2 separate regions of the Mus musculus genome follow, and region 1 is linked to region 2. A link is a contact called in public promoter capture Hi-C data. All regions are on one chromosome and are shown on one strand. Each heading gives the region's core, a stretch centred on a gene start, on an enhancer-like site or on the middle of the called end of the contact. The rest is flanking DNA. Distances are from core to core; before and after follow the strand shown.

What was found. Promoter capture Hi-C pulls out the DNA fragments that hold promoters and counts their contacts.
Region 1: a promoter capture Hi-C map of pre-B cells shows a contact between it and region 2, with 4 times the contacts expected there. The contact joins the promoter of Clpx here to the promoter of Anp32a in region 2. A contact is called at or near these places in 2 of 39 promoter capture datasets (erythroid cells and pre-B cells) and 1 of 484 Hi-C or Micro-C datasets (B cells).

Annotation. Positions count from the first base shown.
Region 1 is chr9:65,292,609-65,295,879 of GRCm38.p6, reverse strand. Clpx (caseinolytic mitochondrial matrix peptidase chaperone subunit) reads right to left here and starts at 1,620. Exons shown (of 14, transcript NM_011802.3): 1 at 1,315-1,620. The coding sequence starts at 1,393. It also overlaps the pseudogene Gm16218.
Region 2 is chr9:62,339,544-62,342,805 of GRCm38.p6, reverse strand. Anp32a (acidic (leucine-rich) nuclear phosphoprotein 32 family, member A) reads right to left here and starts at 1,463. Exons shown (of 7, transcript NM_009672.3): 1 at 1,252-1,463. The coding sequence starts at 1,305. Gm20346 (predicted gene, 20346) reads left to right here. Exons shown (of 2, transcript NM_001378702.1): 2 at 818-1,304. The coding sequence ends at 882.

The sequences.
Region 1 (3,271 bases), core at 371-2,870, 3.0 Mb before region 2:
TCCATTTAAAAAATATATACATCAGCTGGGCGTGGTGGCACAGGCCTTTAATCTGAATCCAAGGCCAAGACTGGTGTACAGAGTTCCAGAGACCTGGCTTGCCCCTGCCTAAAGACTGCCGGAACTAAAGTCATGTGCTATAACCTCCGGGCTGAAGCTAGAATTCTTTGACTAAATCTTATCAAGAACTCCTCCTGTCTAAAACACGTACCCTTTTTAATGCTGTTGTCAACCAAATTTAAACATGATGAATTTAATACCCCTAGTACCAAACTGTAATACCTTAAGCCCTCAACGAATGTAGGTCAAACAATACATTAAAATTATGTTTCTTTCCAGTGTTTACAAATCAAACCTCTGGAACTGGGACACCTACTTGAGGTGTGGCAATGTTTTAAGACTAAATCTTACACTTACGTGTCAATACTAAATGCTTCCGCCTATGTTACTCCATTTCATGTGTATTATAAACTGCCAATTATACAGTTAGTAGACAATGATGATTTTAGAATTAGTCAAAAAAAAAAAAAAAAGGAAAACTGCTTTTATTGATCCAAGGATCGTCATGAAAAGACATCTGTAAGTTCAGAGCCTAACAAGACCTAGCCTTACAATCTGATATGCATAGACTTGTGGGAAAGAAAAACGGGTTTCATTCCCGGAATCTCTTGGCAGGTGTGCACTCTGTCACAGGTCCTGATGAATAGAGAAGCAAAGTAAACAAGAGCCACTCCACTCTTAGAGGCTGATCCCAGCTGTCAAGCTGGGGAAGCGGGCGAATGACTGTTGCTAAATTTAAGTATTTCAGGAATTCCAGCGGTCGTTTTCGCCCCACCTCCCCGCTGCTTTCTTGGGACCCCAAGTTTCCCAAATATCTTGGGACCCCAAGTTTCCCAAATATCTGGAAGGCCAGCGAGCTGTGTTTACGTCTTGTCGTCCCCGAGACCGCACAATGTCAGTGACACCCTTGCGCTGCCGGTCCAGGCGACTAGCCCGACAACCGGGCACAGACTCCCCAAAAGTGACAGGCCCCAAGAAGGGCTGCACGGGGGACACTTTTAACGAGTGTTGCGTCGCACTCGGTTGTTCTCCCTGAGTTGAGGCGAGATGGCCTCATTCCAGCCCCCAAACTCCGAAGGCCCGAGAGCTCACAGGCCAGCGATAGCCCACCGGGTTTCCTTCCAATCCGACAGCCAGGTACTCCAGAGGCTCGTAGCGCCTCGCAGCCTTCAAGCCCTCCTCTCCCCCCGGGATCCCCACAGGTTCACTCGCCGAGAGCCCAGAGCGGGCACCGGCTCGGGACTACTTCGTTACCTCTCTGCGCGGAGGTGAGCGAAGTGGTGAGAAGCCGGGCGGCCGCAGCGCCGCAGGTACAAGCGCCGCAACTGGACATCTCCGCGGGGCCTAGGCCAGGGCTTCGCGCCCTGAGGATCGAGGGGGCTCAGCGACCCGATCGTGTCGCGCGAGTGTTCCGCTGACTGGCTCCGCTCCCTTCCGTCGGTTCTATGCTGGCGCAGCGTTTTCCCCACCAGGCAGCCAGGCCTGGACGATCCCAGCGTCCCACCGCCTTCTACTCACCGGAGTAGGCTCCTCCCCTCCTCCCCTCCCTCCCTACTCTCCCCCATTCCCCGCCCACCCCGGCCGGGGAGCGTGCGCGCGCTTGCGTCCTAGACCCAGGAGGAGGCGTGAGTTTACGCTGCGCATGCGTGGAGACTAACGTGATTCCAGAGAATGGGGCGGTAACCTGGGCACCAATGAGCGCGCTACGGCAAGCGGCGAACCCAAAATTTTGCGGTCGCCTAATTTCTCGGGAAGTCTCTTTATTCGGATGTTAAAAAGTTTTAGACCCAAAGAGACACGCGCCGTGTCGGGAGTTGACCCTACGCTTCTTAGGAGCAGGGGAAATAAAAGCGCAAAAAGGTGAGGATCTTTTTTAAGTGATCCGAAAACTAAGAATGTAATTCAGTGGTAAAGACCATAATCCCACATAATAATTATAAACAGACAGTAACTACCAGGCGCTTGCACTTCGGCAAGTTCCTTCCTTCATGGACTCTATATCCTGGCTTCCTTTATGTTCGCTGTTTCGTTTCATTTGCAGCATGGAAATGGTCTCCTAATCCCACTCCCACTCCGAGCAACAAGCTGGATAGAGCTAGCTTTCCTTGCTCTTTCAAGCTTTGTGATGATAAAGTTTTCAGTCGGGGCTAGTTGCCTGTGTGGATTTTTGTTTTGGTTTTCTGAGCGAGGGTTTGTCTGTGTAACCTTGGCTGTCCAAGAACTCCCTCTGTAGACCAGGCTGACCTCGAATTTAAGAGTACTGCCTCTAACACCATATGGGTTTTATTTGGGTTTGGTTTGGAATTTATGCCAGAGTAATTATATATATATCATCAACTCTAGCCGCCAAATTGCTAGGTGGCCTGGAACTTGTTCTGTAGCTGAAAATGGCTCTGAACATCTGATGCCTGTGCTCCCACCTCTAGATGAGACTACCGAGTTGTACCACACCCTGCTGGAACCTTTAGACAGAAACTGTGAGGAAAGAGAATTAAGCCAGGATCAACACCAGTTCACTTACATTAACCAGCGTCAATCTCCAGCCAGAAAAGTGACTTCCAGTTCCCCGGGTCTAGCTCACAGAAGGGGAATTCCAGGTGGTTCATACTACTACAGGGTTCTTTCTTAGAGAGCTGACTCGTGGTAACACCTCATGGTAAAGTTTCAGAGATGAAAGAGAATTCTTGTCTTTCTTCACTAAGACCCACTCCTTCTTCAGCTGCATCCAGGAATACAGTTGTGAGGAGAGACTCAAGTCCTCTCAGTATGTTGCTTTCCAACTGTGTTCTTAGACTCTCTCAGAAGCTCTCCCTCCATGGATGCTGTGAGCAAACCAAGAGGGCTGTCTCTGGCTTCTCCCGCCCAAAAAGAGAAGTTATGGGTTTTTTTGTTTTTGTTTTTTCGAGACAGGGTTTCTCTGTGTAGCCCTGGCTGTCCTAGAACTCACTCTGTAGACCAGGCTGGCCTCGAACTCAGAAATCCGCCTGCCTCTGCCTCCCAAGTGCTGGGATTAAAGGCGTGTTCCACCACTCCCGGCTTCACACACATTTTTTAAAAATCTTTGCTTCATGCATAGGAACATTTTGCCTGCATGAATGTGAGTGCATCACAAGTGTGCCTGTTGAATCCCCTGGACCTAGGGTTAATCATGGCTGTGAATCACCATGTGGGTGATGGGAACCTGGTACCTCTGCAAGAGCAACGTGCTCTT
Region 2 (3,262 bases), core at 214-2,713:
ATCCATAACGGCTACGGCCAGACGAACTGCCCATCCCAGAGCTGCGTGCCTGCCGTGCCCGCAAGAATGTAGACTGGGTCGGTCCCCACAGCGGCACTAGCTCTGGGCAGCTCGGGTTCTGATAAAGTTTCTCGTGCCCATTTATTAACCAAGCGCCGAATGGCTGCCAGGGAGCCCACCCCAGGAGAAGCAAGGACCGGGAAGGTGGGGTGTCTGCTGCCGATGAGGCGTCAGGGTGCCAAGGCTGGCATCTGGGGAGGGAGCCGGGGGCCAGAACGGGACGCAGCCTCCGGGCAACTTACATTAGCGACGCTCGTGGTTGGGGAGGCGCGAGGATTATCTGAGCATTTGCACACTTCACAATCCCTCCCCCTTAACCTAAGGTACCCCCCCTCCCTTTCCGCGAGGAAGAAGGGAGAAAAGACAGCATCTGGCCCAAAGGTGGGGTGGAAAGAGTGAGAGAGAAAGGAGAAGGAAGGCAGACAGAGAAAGGGAGGGAGGGAGAGAAAGGGCGCGTTCACGAACACGACAAAGTTACAAATATGGCTCCCCACCTCTCGCCTCATCCCCGCAGAGAAACGAAGACGCGCTTTAAACTCGAGCCATCTCCCAACTCCGCAGCAGTCGGGTCCCCACGCGCTCTCCCCGGGGTCCTCGGGCTACATTGATCAGAAACTATACCGGACTCGCGAAGCCCAAAACTTATTGTGTGCGAGCGAGCGAAAGAGACTGCAAAGGGAGGGGGCAGGCGCGGGAGGGGGCGGAAAGGGGGTTACGCTTCTAAAATATAACAACCCCTTTTTGTTGTTTAATCCAGGAGGCAGCCCATCTTCTCCTCCCCTCGATCATCTTTTCCATCCAGATGCAAGTCGTGGGAGCTGAGAGCTCGGACGAGGGTGAAATTGCCGCCTTCCCTCCGACCCGAACGCGTGCGCCCCGCCGGCCCCCCGCTGGGTGCACACTCGCACGCACACCCTCGCACCCATACCCGCACACGCGGGAGCACACGCACAGGTAGTCAGTCACACACCAAGGGCAGCAGCGACGGCGGACGAAACATGCTCCGGTGGCATTGCAACCCCCCCCACCCCCGCCATCCAACCTTGCAATTCATTTGCAGTCAGACCCCAAACCCCACACCTTCCCCGGAGCCCCCCTCCATAAAAAAGTGCCTTCCCCCCAAAACACACACGCACACATAACACAAAGTAGGAGAATGGACCGACAGAGATATTTTTGGCAAATGCTCACATCAGAGGGCGTCCTGTTCCGCAGCTCTAAATAAATCCGTTTGTCCATCTCCATCTCTCGCGCTCTCTCTTTCTGCAGAGGATCCTGCGCCAGCGGAATTCAATCAATAAACCCCGAACCCACGGCCGCGCGTTTTAGGACTTTGAAGGCTCAACCAGCTCCGCTCGGTTCTCGAGCCCCCAGCACCCGCGGCGCACACTAACCTGATCGCCGTAGAGGCGGGACCTGCGGCTCCTTGCGTGGAGCGGCGGCAACAAGAGCCAATCAAATGGCGAGGCTTCGGACGCCAGCCAATAGTGGTGGTGGCGGCGGGGGGCAGGGTCCAATGGGCATCCTGCGCAGCGGGCCAGGGAGGCTCAGCCATTTGGCTGTGGTGCCGGAGACGGACCCCTTTAGATACCGGGGCCGCCGAAGAGGAGCGCGGCTGCACCTTGGTGGTTGCGCGCTGGGGGCGGGAGGGAAGGCAGGGCAGGTGCGTGGACCTGAAGGTTCGTGGCCGGGGGCGGGGCCGCAGGTGCGTGGACACGGGAGGGGCGGGGTCCTTGCGGGGGCATCCTCTGGGTGCTGGGCGGGCGGACGAGGCCTGGGGCGCGCGGGCACAAGGCAGGCCCAAGGAGGGCGCGCATTTTTGGAGCGCACGAAGGACAAATCCCACCACACACACACACACCCCGGGATGCCCACTTGGCACAACCCCTCCGACCGGTCTGCTCCCATCTCCGCAATTAAATAATCAAGTCTTAAGTGCATGACGCTCCCACATCCAAAGGAGCGAGGGCGCGATCTCGACCCCAGAGGCTTGGCAATCTGATGCCCTGTCTTAAAAGAAGCAATTCCCCGAGAGTCATCGGGGGGATCTTGTATAGGGCAATTAATGAATGGAAAGGCCGCAGATGGAGAACTGTATAAAATATTAAAAAGTGGAAAAGGAAGGTGCTGGGAACTGCCGATTCTCAGAGCCGAACATAATTGACGGGCTTTATAGGATTTTTTGAGAGAGAGCGTTGCACGTTTCATTCTAATCGTTTGGTTGGATCTGCATTGCCAAAGAGTCGCTAACTGGGGGCACTTACGCCAGGTCTTACAGTTGCTTTGGGTTTTGTTTTTGTTCGACCACGTTACGTTTTTTAAGAAACCTTTACAGCCCTGGTTCCCATTGGGTTACCAGCTTCCTATGGGCAGCCCTCGGACCTCATGGTACTATGTGGATGTCCGGCTGTGAACAAATTACGGGATACATGTTTAATTTTATTCACACAACTTTATCATAGTGTCTTTTCCTATGTGTCTTCATCTACACGCTTCTGCAAACACCCCCAAAGTAATTCTTTTTTTGAGACATTAGAACTAAGTATTTTATTTAGTTAGTTCTTTTAGATCAAACAAATGGATTTGAAAGCTGATAAATGTTTATTCTAAGTAGCTGGAAGTACAAAATAAAACCATTTCGTCTGGGTAAATATGTAATTTCTTTACGTTGTTCATTTGACATTTCTTATCCTTAGATTTTTGTTAATTTTTACAAAGGCTGTATATCTGGAATGTTTCAATTGTATTGTTTCCTTTTAAAAACACAAAGAACTCCAAATTATCTCTTTGCCAATGTATCAGCTCATGTTTCTGGATAAGGTTTTTAAAGCAATAATAGTTTTTCATTACAAATATTTTAAGAAGGTGTAGTGTACAAAATCTGTTATAGCAGAAGTCTTGAAGTTCTTGTTCTTTTGGATGGTAAATGCTCGCTTGCTTCTTAAACACTGAAGTTGAGGACCTGCTATCAGCAGTGTTGTGAGAGAGTCCTTTCCAAGGAATAACTCTCAAAACACATCGGAGCAAGGAGGTGTCCATTCTACCTCCTCTGCTAAGAAGCCAAGAGCTCAAGTGACAGGGACAGAAGAAAACAGAATTGTGAAGAGGTGGAAGTTTCATATGAAGAGAAACCAAAGTGTTAGAGACTAATTAGAATAGAAAACTGAAAGTGTTAGACATCACTTCATTTTGGAGCATCTTC